2 separate regions of the Mus musculus genome follow, and region 1 is linked to region 2. A link is a contact called in public HiChIP or PLAC-seq data. All regions are on one chromosome and are shown on one strand. The core of a region is the stretch at or near the end of the contact, and the rest is flanking DNA. Distances in the headings are between cores, read along the strand shown.

Region 1 (7,087 bases), core at 337-2,836, 160 kb after region 2:
CCTCTGGGATCCACCTCCCCCAGTGTCACACAGGGCTCATAGGTAGATGCGGGATCTGCAGCAGGTCACTCAGCCCTTGGCATTGCATGGGAACACACTGGGGCTGCCTATGTGCCTGTGGCTCAGCAGCATCCCTAACCTCTGCCTGTCAAGTTCCCCGGGACAATCAAAACTTTCTCCAGATATCACCAAAATACCCCTTGGTGAACCAGTGGTCTGCACAAGCCACGGGAGACGTGTGAAGAAGAGAGGATCACAGAAGAGAGAGTCTGGCCCCACTGCTGAGGACATGTTTTTGCTGTTTTAGGGCTTGCTACAGACAGCCCCTCATAAAACCCATCCAGTTATCTCCCTCTAAGAATATGGGTCCAGCTTTGCTAGATCCCCTGAGCCCTTTGGGAGAAGCTGTGCTTACATGAATGTGTACATACAGTGTCACACTTCGTGGGGTAGAATGTGCATCACATGCTATGTGCCACAGGGTGAGAGGTTCACTAGCATCCTTCTGCACTCAGTCACAGTGGGCTCAGGCTCTCCTCCTGCCCCAAAGTCTGGCTGTGACCTATGGGAACAAATGGTGGATTCCTGTACTCTCTGGGCTCCACCAGGTGATGGTTACCCAGCAACCAGTCTGTGCCATGGGTCAGGCCAGAGGGAAACTGCCCCATGTTGGACCACAGAGGGCAGGGCTAAAGAGCATTTATAGATGGTGGAACTTCAAGGGGCAGGGCTATAGCGCACATTCAGAATGTAGGACTGACTGGGGTGGGTCCTAGAGTGTGGGGTTGTGGGTCACTGGCAGAGGGCAGGGCTGCAGGGCACCTGCAGGAGTGGGACTTCAGAGGGTGAGGCTGTGGGTCACCTGCAAGCACCTTAGCTGCAAAGGGTGGACCTGGAAGCTGCAGAGCTACTTGGTTTACGAATGCCTAAGAGGTACAGAAGACAAAGGCTGCAGGACCAGGATTCCCCTTCACTCACAGAACTGGGAACTAATTTTAGACTCTAGGATGTAATACATCAGCGTCTCAGTTTCACTACATCTGAAAATGGAAAAGGATCCCAGAATTAGACACAGACAGCAGGAGGCTGTGAGTCTACCCCGGAGATCAGAGGTGGCTTCTGGTGTCTCTGTGTCTTCCTCGTGGGAATGGTCTAATTGGCTCTCTGCCTGTGTGCCTTAGGACCATCCACATTCTACTGCTGAATAATTCAGCCCCCGGTTGCCATGGCAACACATCATCTACGGTATTCCCAAGAGTGTTTGGGGTTTCCATAGCGTTTTCTTTTGCTATTTCCAAATTTAATTTTTTTTTCTTCTGTGTGTTCCATGGCTTCTCTGAGCGAAGTGATTCTCATCTTGCACCCATGACAATGCCCTGTATGCCTGGTGTGGGCATCCACAATGAGGCTGGGGTCCCCTCTGCAGGGGTAGTGTCATGTGTTACTGCCTGTCCCATCCTTCAGGGTTACTGAGCTTGCTCTCCAAATATATGTGGGTGAATGGGCACAGTCCTGGTCTCACAGTCCTGGGGCTGTGTCCTGGGAACAACCTGCAAAGGGCTGTGTGTCCCCTTGTGTCCACAGCCCCACCCCCCAAGAACATTAAATACAAAGGCACCATTGATAGGATTTCATACTGTAGGATGGATCATCTTGTACTCCAGATCCTCCCGTTCAGTCTCTTCAGCTGGAGTCACAAGTGTGTGCCACTGGACCTGCTGGCTATCACCTTCAAGTACTGAGGAGATACCACGAGTTGTTTATCTGCTCCCCTCTAAGTAGTCCTTGCTACTACATGGAGACTGAGAGGCGCATTTGCCTCTGACTTATTGTGCCTTAGGGAGAGGGTGAGATGTCTTACTGGGGTGCCGTGGGAGGGAAAGTGGGCATAGGAATCAGACAGTTAGGGAGTACCCAGCCAGCCTTCTGGGAGATGTTCTGGGCAGCAGCAGTTCTCAGACAGTGCCTCCTGCCGAGAATTCTGGAGTTCCCTATCTTACTCATTGCTTGGGGCCATCTTCTGTGGTTTCATGTGTGGTGTGCTCAAAGCCTGGGCCAAGACACTATACTTGGTGCAAAGCTGTTGACACCCACGGTGGGGGACAGGGTGCAGCTAAAGGAATGTGGAGTTTCTCCTCTGCATCGCCTAGAGATGTGGCGATCACCTAGAGAGTGGGGATATCCAGACATGAGCTTGGCCTCAGAAAGGTAGCTTTAGATAGCAATCGTCCTTCGCAGTTGTGGCCAGGGGTCTCCCTCACTTTGTGAAGAGGAGATAGTGGGGCTGGTTAAAAAGATTCCAGGTCATTTAAAGGAACAAGGTCATATTCCTGGCAGGAGGAACTGGCTGGGAACTGCTACTGTCATTGCTAGGCATCCTCATGAGCTGTTTGTCATCGGCACAGGCATAGAAGCCACCAGCAGGCCTTCTGGAGAGTATGTAACATGATTGAATAAACAGGCTACAGGTGCTATTAACACAAGTTTCCTTAGAGCCCCCCTGTGGAGCAGATGACAGCCTTGCCCCTAGACCAGTTGGTTGATGGTTTGCCTGGGCCAAGACTCTGGACAGGCATCTCTGGAGTGATGGGTTGTACAGCCTCTTGTTTGTGCTCCCTGGAGGAGGCCTTTGTTCTGGGGCTGAGTGAGAAGCTGATTAAAGCTCAATAGCATCCTTCAGGGGTTGGCACTTAGCACATTAGCACAGCGGTTAAGTGATCCCCAGCTTCTCTCTGTACATTGTGTTCTGCTGGATCCAGAACAGACCGCCACCACAGGGCCACAGAGAACACAGGGTCTCAAGGAAAACAGCGCCAGGCACACTTGTACCGCCGAACAGAAGAGCCACCTCTCCTGCTTGCTCACCTTGAACTCTGCATTTGAACAGGGGGGTTGTGTGATGCTCCCAAGGGTGGGAAACTGGGCACTGCTACCTCACTGCATGATGTGAGGCTGCTGAGACTGCAAAGGAGGCTGGGCACGATGCAAGCTCTTGGGCTTTTGGCTGCTGGGCTTTGGAAATAATAATCTTATCTGCTGCTTCTAATTGCTCAAAAGCTTGTCCTATCTAGAGTGTGCACATCCACTGCATAGGTAGAGGTTACACTACTAACAAACTTCAGTGAATCTTTGCTTCATCTCCCTCCCTCCCTCCCCTTCCCTCCTTCCTCCTCCCCACTCTCTGTCTTCTCTTTCTCTCTTGCCCTAACTGTAAGAGTGAATGTGAGCCCAGTTCACCATGGGCACTTTAAGTACTGTGGGCATCACCTTGGAGACAGTCATCGTCGTAAGGTAACTGTTGCTTGAGTCCGTTTTGCAGTCCAGTGGCTTATTTGGCGCTGTGCATTTGTGGTCTCCTGGAAGGTTTGCAAAAGTGTCCTGTGGTGGGTACATACTCTGCATAGCTTCAGTTTTCACTTGAGGAGAATGAGCACAGCACCAAGCCATGTGGCAACAGGTGGCTGGTTAGAGGTATGAAGAGCCAGGGCTGTTTGTGTCAACATGCATGAACTCAACACTGCTCCCAGCCCCCATGGAAGCAACTAGTGTGCAGAAGAGGGTTGGGGACACAAAGTGGCAGCATCTGTCATTTCTGAAAGATGTGAAACAATGTTACTCTGAGGCTCAACAGCTTAGTGTTGTCCCCAGAGGCTTCAGCCTCTCATCCCTTCACAGGGTCAGCCCAGTGCTGTCTCCAGAATTACAGGGCAGGGAACATTGGAGGGTAATTGTTCCTCTGATACTTTCTGGTTCCATATCTGACTCCCAGGGGAAGTATGTGAAGATCTCCAGACCTTCCTCCCATCTTCTGAGCCGGGACAGAGAGAGAGGGAGAGGGAGGGGGAAGGGGAGGGGGAAGGGGAGGGGGAGGGGGGAGGGGGGAGGAGGAGGAGGAGGAGGAGAAGACAGAGGAGGAGGGTGGAGAGAAAGGAGACAGGGAAGAGAAGGAGAGGTAGAGGGAGGAGGGAGGAAGAGGGGAGAGTGTGTTTACCCCAGGCTAGTAGGCTTATGAACTTCCAATGATTCTTCTGTCTCTACCTCCCATCTCACTACAGTGCTGCTACTGCTGATGTGCCCCGTGTCTGGCTTTGTGTAGGCTTTGAGGACCCGAACTCAGGCTTGTGCTTGTCCACCAAGTGCTTTACCCAACAAGCCATCTCCCCAGGATCTGTACTTTACAATACCCCCCTCTCCAGTGTCTTCCGTCCTTTATGCTGTTATGGCCTCCTTAAGACCCCTGGGAGACAATTCTCTGAGCTTTAGCATCAAAGTGATCTATGTTTCTGCTTAGTCTGTTGCTATTTTAAGGGTAATGCACACTTTATAATTAATCTGTTAACCTTTATTGCTTCGTCCACCAAGAAGCTCAGAGCAGAGTGCACAGCTGCCCGTGACAAATGTGTTGTGTAGTGTTAAATGTGTGCTGTGTTTAAGCACCTGATATATGCTTTTTCTTCATTTTATTGTTAAGAAAGTAGTTAGTGTATAGTTTCAAGGTCTATTTCTATATTTAAAAATGTTCAGCGGGAACACCTGGTCCTTTGTGATGGGGCTGTCAGTGTGCTGAACATTCTGCCCCCTGGTCTCCTCTGGAACAAGGCTTCTCTGTTACAGCCCTGCCCCAGATGTCCATTGGTACCCGTGCTGTGGCATCTTCGGATTGGATAAAAATGCCAGTGTGCTTTTCCCTTCCAATATGAGGACCTCACGGTTTAGATAAGGCTACAGTGATGGTTTGGGGACATAACCGAGGTTTATATTTTTATCTTTTTATGGATTATTTGTATAAGATGTAAAAATGTTTTAAAATGGCAATGATAAGTGTCGACAATATTTAAAACAAAACCCAGACATCTTTAAAGAAAAAAAAAGAAAGAAGAAAAAAAGGAAAGGAATTAGGCACAAATAGAAACTAATTGTCTGATACTGTAGTGGATCTCTCAAGATCATGGATGAAGACAGCGGCAGATTTCCTTAAAAGCATCTGTGGATGACACACGCTGAGAACTATGAACCTAAACATTATATAACAGCAAAGGGATTCTCCTGCCCAGTTTACAAGACACTTACATAATAGATCCTTAAATGTAAATTGAACAGTGCTGTGTGAACATAAATTATAATAGGGGATTAAATAACAGTGCCCAGCCTGGCCAAGCTGTCGACTTTCCTGGCTCACCACTGAGCTGCATGGCTATCTGTCAGTGGTGCAAAGAGCCAGGACAGTTTGTGTTAACTCATGTGAAGTCACCTACACCCCAGAAGTTAAGAATAGACAGGCAAGAGAGGTGTGGGAGGGAGAGATGGTCGCAGCCATTCACCTTTAGTCTCTGAGGAACATGAAGGGGATGTTGGTGGCAGAATCAGCAACTTTAAATGTGCTCCATGGGCTGTGGCCACTCTACTATTCACAGGGCTGACCTAGTAATGTCTCTGAGCCTTTCTGGGTTCTTGGGCTGTACTGAGTTCAGCACCAGGTGGTACTGGCAGTGACTCCTATTTGGAGAAGTCTCAGAGCAAGCTCAAGAGGTTGACACTCCCTTAGCACTGAGCTGGGGCAGTGAGTGTGGATGGGGGTGATGGGAGACTCAAAATCCAGGCTTGAAGAAAAAAGAGTCCTCACGTTAAGTTATCCCCTGCATCCCATCCCTCACTACTATGTGGATACCATCTATACCTGTTCCCATGTGACATCCTTGCACTGACATGGCTATTACAGATGCATAGAATGTGCAGCCCAGCCACACACTGGCTTCTCATTTGATCTCTCCAAAGTTCCTTCCAGTTCAATGTCCCATAGGAATAAGACATTATTGGGAAATAAGTGGCCTCACATCCCACAGTTGTCCTTATGCTCTGGAGAAGCAGGACACAGTGTAACCACTGGGCTCAGTGCTTCCGCCTCAGTGCACATTAAGACCCAGGGACAGAACACACTAGGGACAGCCTCCCCCAGGTGTTTGTGACATGAGGCACTGCCTGTACTAGGCCTAGTGGGGGACGATCTGTGTCCAGACAGGGTCTTGATACTGCTGGTGCTTTGTAGTTGAACCTGTGTCCATAGCAATCCTCTTACAGGCTGGCACAGTGTGGGGAGCTCTGACCACAGCCCTGTGTGGGGAGCACCTCTTATGCTCTGTTTGGGTGGCACTTAGAGGAGGAAAGGAACAGAGGCTGTGTTCACAGCATCTCATACCTCTGATCCCAGTGCCCAGCTCCTAACGACTGAGCAGCCCCACTGATGCTGCGGCCTCAGGTGCTCTGCACACATCTGTGTCCAGACGGCAGATGATGTCCTGTGTCTAAAACCCATAGTCTGATACAGGCTGTATTAATGAGGCTGGTAACATCACATCCTTGCTCACTATTTATTCTATCAGTGTCTGCAAGTCTATGACTCTGCTCTCAAAGCTGGGTGGGGTGGGGCATCATATATGCTTTCTTAATCATGTTTCCACACCTGTAACACTGTTTTGGCACTCACTGAGGAAAAGACTGCAAGTCGCAGGTAACAATATCGCTTTAGGACCTTTCTATGGTGACTCTAAGTGCCACCCACACAGCACTGCTCTCCTTCAGGAGGCTGATACATGTTGCTCTGTATTGCTTACAGTGACAGAGGAGGTGTAGGTACAGGAGAGTGGACCCAGGTTGCCCAACAGTTTAAAATGTCCTTGCATTTGAATGTCTGTCATGATATACATCCAACTATAGAACATCCAAGTTCATGCAGTGTGCAGCTGATGGGTGCTAGGGGCTGCATGAGTAGATATGCTGCCACAGGTATGGGTAAGTCACTGCATGCCACAGGCCAGATGGAGCAGCTGCCTGCAGAAGGCCCCAGGGGTAATGACCAGCCCCCAAAAGAGTTGCAGTGGGTATCAGGGACAGGTATGATGTTCAAGCTGGGTTTTAATGAACAGAAAGGGATATGGTCAAGCGACGGACTGGAGAGCAGGAGGATGAAGCTGTAGTGACCCAGGGACATGGAAGCCTGTGCTTGCCCTGCTCAAGTGTCACTGCTGAGAGAATTCCATGGTTGACAGCTTACTGAGGCTCCCGGCACGCACATGCCGTTTGCGATCAG
Region 2 (6,850 bases), core at 3,570-6,069:
AGGCTGGCCTTGAACTCAGAGATCTGCCTGCCTCTGTGTCTGAGTCCTGGGATTAAAGCTTGAGCCACAATGCCCAGGTCTTCAGCCAGCATTCTTAACCATTAAGCATTCTTAACTCTCTAACTTTTGGCTTGAGGAGGGGCTATATGGACACATATGTATGGTGTGTGTGCATGTGTGTGTGTGTGTGTGTGTGTGTGTGTGTGTGTGTGTGTGTGTGTGTGTGTTATGAGGGGGAACCTTGTGTACTGGAGGCCTAAGGCTGACATCTAGTGTCTGTCTTGGTCCATTTCCACCTTCTGCCTTGAGGCAGGGTCTCTCACTTGAACCCAGAGCTCACTGACTTGACTAGTCCATCTAGCCAGTTTGTTCAGGGGAGATCATCTATCTCTCCCTCCTTTGTGCTGAGAATACAGATTGCCCAACATGTGGGGAGCTGGGAATCAGAACTTCCTGTCCTCAAGGTGGAACCCACTGAATAATTTCCCCAGCCAGAAGATTTTGCTCTGGACACTACCTTGGGTAGTCTCACCAGCAGGGAACACAAGGTGGAGAGCTATAGGAAAAAGAGAACCAAGTTCAAAGCTGTCAGGCAAGCGTTGGGTGCAGTTTCTCCTCATGGCCAGCAGAGGGCAGAGCTGGCTGCTTGCTCATCCAGCTGACGAACTTGACTCAATGCTGAAATTTCCAAGTTCTGGGTATATTGACCTTTGTGCCTCTTAAGCTGGCCCTTGAGATTCAGCCAAAGACATCGATTGAGAAGTTCTTTTTAAGTATCTGAAGTTTGCTAGTTCTGTGTTTTCAAAAACAGTAAAGGTGAAGAGACATTGGTGGGGTCCTGATGTGTATCAACGTGCTGTCTTTTGCACTAAATGGGACTGGAACTAGGATGGCCTCTGATATCACATGGAGCTGGAATCCTCACTTCCAGGTCAGGGCCTGTGTGGCCAGACACTCCCATATGTATTCCTTTTCTTGTCTGGCTAATAGCACTGCTCACTGGATGCTAGTGCCTGAATGACAGGCACCAACAGGCAAACTTGACAGAAATCCCTGTGTAGTTACTGACACTACTGTAGCTAGTGTGCCCTGTGTAGCTGGTGACACTACTGTAGGTAGTGTGCCCTGTGTAGCTAGTGACAGACACTACTCCCCCACTCTGAAGGAATGGCTTGCATTATTATCTCTGTAGGGTGTCCAGATACTTAGCTCAAGGGAACAAGGAGCTGATAGGCACTCGTGTGAAAGAGATGCAGATCCCAGTGACCATCCATGTCCCTGCCTGGTAACAAGCCTGTGAGGGACCACAGCTCACTGCAGCATCCAGCATGGTTCTAAAGATGGACCCGACTGAGACAGAGGGGAAATGAAGACAAGACAAAGACAGACAGACAGAGGCCTGGGATCTGGAGGTCTGGGTTCTCGTCTACCGCAGCACCCGAGACACATGGCCTGTTTACTGTATAAAGTTGGCCATAGAGACAGGGTTACTATGTGTCTCTGGAGAAGGAGGCAGGATCTATGAGGTTGGATCAAGGAGGTGGGCTGCTAATCTGGGAGCACCAGGGTGTGGTGAAAGCTACGGTGGACATTTTCTGCACACACTGTCACCATCCACAATTGCACAAGAGGAGAGCCCGACATACATCTGTGCCTCGCCCCAGGGGAAGGAAGGCCTTGTCTTCCTCTGTGGGTTTGAGACTCTGTGGTCTTTAACATGGCCGTGTCCTTGTCAACAGCACATATTCACTCACAATGTCATGCACCCTACAGCTTACAGCCTGGCTGTGTATGTTCTCCAAGGGGGACAGGCCAGCCTGCAGAAGCTGTCTGCACAGAGTAGGTCATGTGACCCAGCACTGGGTTAGCACCCACCATTGGACCTTGAGTCACTCTACTGGCCAGCAGAGGCTGTGTTCAGTTTACAGTTGTAGAAATGCAGGCCTTGAGAGGGTCCCTCAGGCTTGAGAACGTTGGAGCAGAACAGGTCTGTCTTGCTGTGGGTTGTGCCTTCCTACCACCAAGCTTGATGGAGAACACCCCTGTGATACTTGGTCCCCCCTTCTCTGGACCTCCAGCTCACCTGTCACTGTTAGACTCGAGGTTCCCTTGGCCCCCCTACCAGTGTAGCATCATCAAACCATCAAAGCTGGCTTCCGTCTCTCATCCACACCTCTTCTATCTGCAGCTCGCCTGCCCACTGACTCTGACTCCCCCAGCCCAGCCTCAGCTTCTACCCCACAAATTTGACATCTTCTTATTCCACCTCCATGATCCCCCACCCCCATCCCATCAGCCTGTGCCTCCTCAACAGCAGCCAAAAGGTCCTTTGGAGATACACCTCTGCCTCTGGTTGCTTTGCTCCATTCTTGAACAAGAGGCAAACTCCAAAGAAGACAAGGGGTGATGGGGCTCACGGAACACCAAGCTGGGCCCTGCCAGGAGGGTACAGGACACCAGGCTGGGCCCTGCCTCTTTGCAGGAATGGTAGAAATCTGTGTTATCCTTCCAATGAGCTTTGTCCCGGATCTTCCCTTTACCTGGAGATACCTCCCATGGTCCTGATTGGCTGCTTTCTCATGCCTTTGTTCCCTGAACATCATTTCTTCTCACCAGGCCCACCCCTCCTCCAGGGAGGCCTCCCTCTCAGCCTCATGGCTTGTCTGTGAGTTATCCATAGAGTACTACCAAACCAACGCCAGGCCCCATTTGTTTACTATGCTTCTCTGGGAAATCGCAGGTGTAGCCACACAGACGGTGCTCAGGAAATCTTTGATAGACTGGCAGACACATCTATGAATCAGCACTCTCTGTAAGAATGTAGCCTGCTCGGACAATGTGGGAGTGAACTGGTCCTCCTGTGGGCTTTTCCTTATCTCTTCTGGGTTCACATACTGTGTGTCAGTGTGTGTGTGTGTGTGTGTGTGTGTGTGTGTGTGTGTGTGTGTGTGTGTTTCCAGATGCCCTGGGGCAGCCACATTGGTCCTCAGGGTTACTCTAAGTTGGGGAGAAACAGCTTTAGGTTTTCTAACCCAGGATACCGTTGTTCACTTGATTCTGAAGGGGGGACAGGTAGGCTGCCAGGTGAGAGCCTCAGCAGGTGAGAGGGGAAATCCAAGTGCTCTTCAGACCCAACATCAGCCTAACACCTCCATGCACATTTTAAAGGAAAAAAGAAAACTTTTCTAAAATAACTGGCGTACTACAAAGCTCACCCCTGTAGCATGTAGACGTCTGTGGATTTTTAGTGAATGTAGAGTCAGGAAACTGTTCCCACAGGCCAATTTTAGATTATCCTGAGTATCTGGGGTTACCTCAAGGAAACCGTGCACCCATTTGGCTATAATCTCCTTCCTGTTCTGCTCACTGCCCTGTCCTGGGCACCCACAAAGCCTCACTTTTATCCTTCAATGCCTCTTTGCAATGGGGTCAGAAGAGAGAGAACATCTCATGCTGTCTTCTCTCGTGCGTGTGTCTCCTGGCCTGCCACGATGCTTACATCTCACTCTTTTTCTTGGAGATAGGTTTTCACTGTCTAGCCCCTAGCTGGGGTGGCTCCAAAGTCATGAATTCCACCCCAGTCAGCCTCTGGAATGTGGGGATTACAGGTGGGAGCCACCATATGACACTAATCAGTTGACAGATGGCTGGTTTGCTTGTGTTTTTGGACCACCATGAAGGGTGGTCTCCTGCTCAGTCTTGAGGTGCATCTAGTTCATTTATTCCAGAGAGTTTATGGAAAGGAGGGAGGGAGGGAGGGAGGGAGGGAGGGAGGGAGGGAGGGAGGGAGGGAGGGAGGGAGGGAGGGAAAGAAGAGGAGATTGAGCTCCCACTCCAGATTACTGAGGCCGGGAACTTCTTGGACAGGGATCTGCACACCAACCAGGAAGCCACATCCTTACAATGTGTGTGCCAGCCAGGGTCTGAGAATGACCTAGTCTACAATTTAAGGCTCTCCTGCCTAGTGTGTGCCCAGTGATCAGAAAGAGTGGGTTTTCTATGCTGCTTTGAATTTTAGAACTTTATTTTGGAACTTGAGCCATCATCTGCCCAAGAGTGAAGTCTAAGCACTTTTCCTATTTCTTGCAGTATCCCCTGGGCATCTTCCAACCCAGCGAGGTGACACAGCAAGGTCCCCGACCCTTATAAGACTTTCCTTTCCTAGTTTTTCCCACTGCAGGGGAGAGGAGTTGCCAGCTCACCTCCAAGCTCCTCCTAGGAAAGGGAGAAAGGCTTCCTTAGGCAAGGGGGAGGGAACTTCCTTGCTGTTCCCTCTAGTCCTTGGTCCCCTCAGTTTCCTTAAAGGTGAAACTCCCTGACAGGCACCTATGCCTATGGGCTAAGGAATGGATAGAGGGGAAGAGAGTAGTGCCCCACAGGTCCTGACCAGGCACTTGATGCTGCCCCCTTTTCGTTGTGGATAGGTGAGCATAGGGAAGACCATGTCATAACCATCTCCAAGAGGAGGGCCAGGAAAACCAGCCGCCAGGATCTGCCTGGAGAGTGCCTTCAAGGGAGGCACCGCCCTCGCCTCAGGGCTCCTCCTTTCCTGTTGGTGGAGGGCGGGGTGGGAGGAAAGACTGGGGAGGGGGGAGAGGGCATGTGGCTGCTTTCTGTCCTAGAGCCCCAGGTATGGTGGTGGGCGGATCATAACCTACGATCCAGTCCATATGTCTCCCCGGCCTCTGACAGTCCAGGTATTTGAGACCCCTCCCCATCACCACTCATTCTCACTCCCAGCTTCGTGACGTCATGCTCCTCCCATGGCATGATGGGAGAATCCTAATGTTTTCCAACAGATGCTCCAAGAACAGCTTTCAGATTAAAGCAATTGCAAGAGCAAAGATTCTCCTTTTTCCCTTTTTTTCGGGGGGGTGGGGGGTGGGGTGGGGGGAGGGAGCACCCCCAGACATTCCTGGACATCTCCCCCAGCCCCAAGCACGCCATAAACACTGACAAGAAAAAGTTTTTATTTCCTGGTTCAACTTTTTTTTTTCCCCTGGAATATAAGCAGAAGAATGGGAATAAATACGAATAAATAACAAAGCGAGGCCGCGCAAGCCGGGATGCGCCTGGCTGCAGCCTGCAAGGCTTTTGTCTCCCCACCCTGAAGCCAGCCTGGCGTCCTCCTCCGTTCTTTTTCTTTCCTGGTCCCTTTTGCTTTTCCTTTTAAAAAAGACGCCCTCTCCAGCCCCCTCGCCGGTGACCTTGGCCGCCTAGGATGCTCTGATTCCGCATCTCCCTCCAACTTGCCCCTGCGTCGCCTTTCCCATGGCCGCATCCGAGGACGGCAGCAGCTGCCTTGTGTCGCGGGGCCGCTCGCAGAGTGACCCCAGCTTCCTCAGCGACTCCTCAGCCACCTCCACGGACGCCGGGGAGAACCCAGGTACTGGGCCCGGCGGGGGCGGCCAGGCGGGGTGGGGGAGACACGAGGCAGGTGGCATGGGGACCATGTCCCCACGCGCCACAGCTCCCCCCGCCCCCGCCTTTACTGGGGGGGACAGCGATCCGATTCAGGTGCCACGAGGGCCCGTGATTCCTGTCCCCAGCAAACAGGGCTGCCTCGGAGCCCTTTGTCCAGAGAGGAACCGCTTTGCTGGTAGAGCTAGGTATTCTGCAGTGTGCTCTGTTGGCTGGCTGCTGGTCTTTGAACCCCCAGTAGGGAGTGCCATGGTGGGCAGCTGACTGACCAGTGGAAGGGTCTTCGTGTCACCTCCGCCCAGGGCTGGTGCCTACTCTGCCCTCTGTCCAGGCCCTTCTATGGTCCTGTACAGGGTCCCCACCCGAAGGATCAGGGCAGCAGTACACTCCTGCAGCCACCGTGCCCAAGGCTGTCAATGGGCACCAGGACTCCAGCCAGGTCTGGCGCACCTGGGCGCGCCCGCCTCCCGGGACAGGTGTGCTGGACAGAGCTGCTGTGGGGAAATGAAGGGTGTGAGGCCAACGGGCATTGCCGGGGTTTCTTTCTGCTCTGTGTCCACTCTTCCACATTCAAGGCAATGTGGATTGTTTAGGTGATAAACAGGTCACAGAGGCATCTATGTGGCTTGATTGATGACTTTCCTTGGGACCAAGAAAGGCCTAATGAAGCAGGAGGGGGTGGGCTGTGTGCTCTGTCACCATGGAGACGCAGGAAGCAAAGTGATCATTAAAACCTTTCTCCACCAGAAGGCAATTTTCACTTCTGGGGAGAAGTCAGAGCTTCTGAAATGGATCTTTCAAAAAAAAAAAAAAAATCAGAGCTGGTGTGTGTGTCAAGTGGAGGGGCTCAGTTCTGTGTCTTCATGAGGTGCAATCCCTCTTAGTTGCTGTTTGATAACACCTTGCCTTGCCTTCCTTTGTACACTTCTCTTTAAATCCAAGGACTCATGAATGGGGGCTGAATGGTGTTAAATGATTGTTAAATAATGGCATTAAATCCCAGGGGCCAGCAAAGACTGCCTTTGTAGGGAGAGATTCCATAAGAGCTATACTGCCCAGAAAACCCCCTTTTAAAAAGTAGCTCTGAGGGACCCAAAGTGGAAGAGTGAGGGGGAGGACGGAAGGAGCTGAAGGGGATTGCAATCTCACAGGAAGAACAGCAATATCAACTAACTGGACCCCCACGAGCTCCCAGGAACTAAACCACCAACTACAGAGTACATATGGAGGGAGCCATGGCTCCTTGGTCCTGTGGAGGCCCCAGTGTAGGGGGATGCTAGAGTAGTGAGGTGGGAATTGGGGGGGGAGTGGATAGGGGAGTACCCTCATAGAGGTAAAGGGCAGTGGGGATGGGATGAGAGGTTTTGTGGAGGGGAAACCAGGAAGGCAACAACATTTGAAATGTAAATAAAATGCAATAACCAACATA

What was found. HiChIP or PLAC-seq counts read pairs in DNA pulled down with a chosen protein or histone mark.
Region 1: a contact with region 2 is called in an H3K4me3 HiChIP or PLAC-seq map of forebrain, with 4 times the contacts expected there. The contact joins the enhancer-like site here to the promoter of Phactr3 in region 2. A contact is called at or near these places in 6 of 115 datasets of contacts at active chromatin or transcription factors (embryonic forebrain, embryonic hindbrain, embryonic stem cells and 3 more) and 1 of 9 other capture datasets (pancreatic islet).

The regions. Positions count from the first base shown.
Region 1 is chr2:178,302,880-178,309,966 of GRCm38.p6, forward strand. The region is part of intron 8 of Phactr3 (phosphatase and actin regulator 3); the gene reads left to right. Among named protein-coding and RNA genes, the nearest start is that of Sycp2, 100 kb to the right of the region's middle. Within about 2 kb of position 1,587, at least 32 of the 459 cell types and tissues checked have an H3K27ac peak or open chromatin away from gene starts, as enhancers often do. A contact at or near this core is called in forebrain and oligodendrocyte precursor cells, where this site is marked.
Region 2 is chr2:178,137,114-178,143,963 of GRCm38.p6, forward strand. It overlaps Phactr3 (phosphatase and actin regulator 3), which reads left to right and starts at 4,820. Exons shown (of 13, transcript NM_028806.2): 1 at 4,820-5,386. The coding sequence starts at 5,272.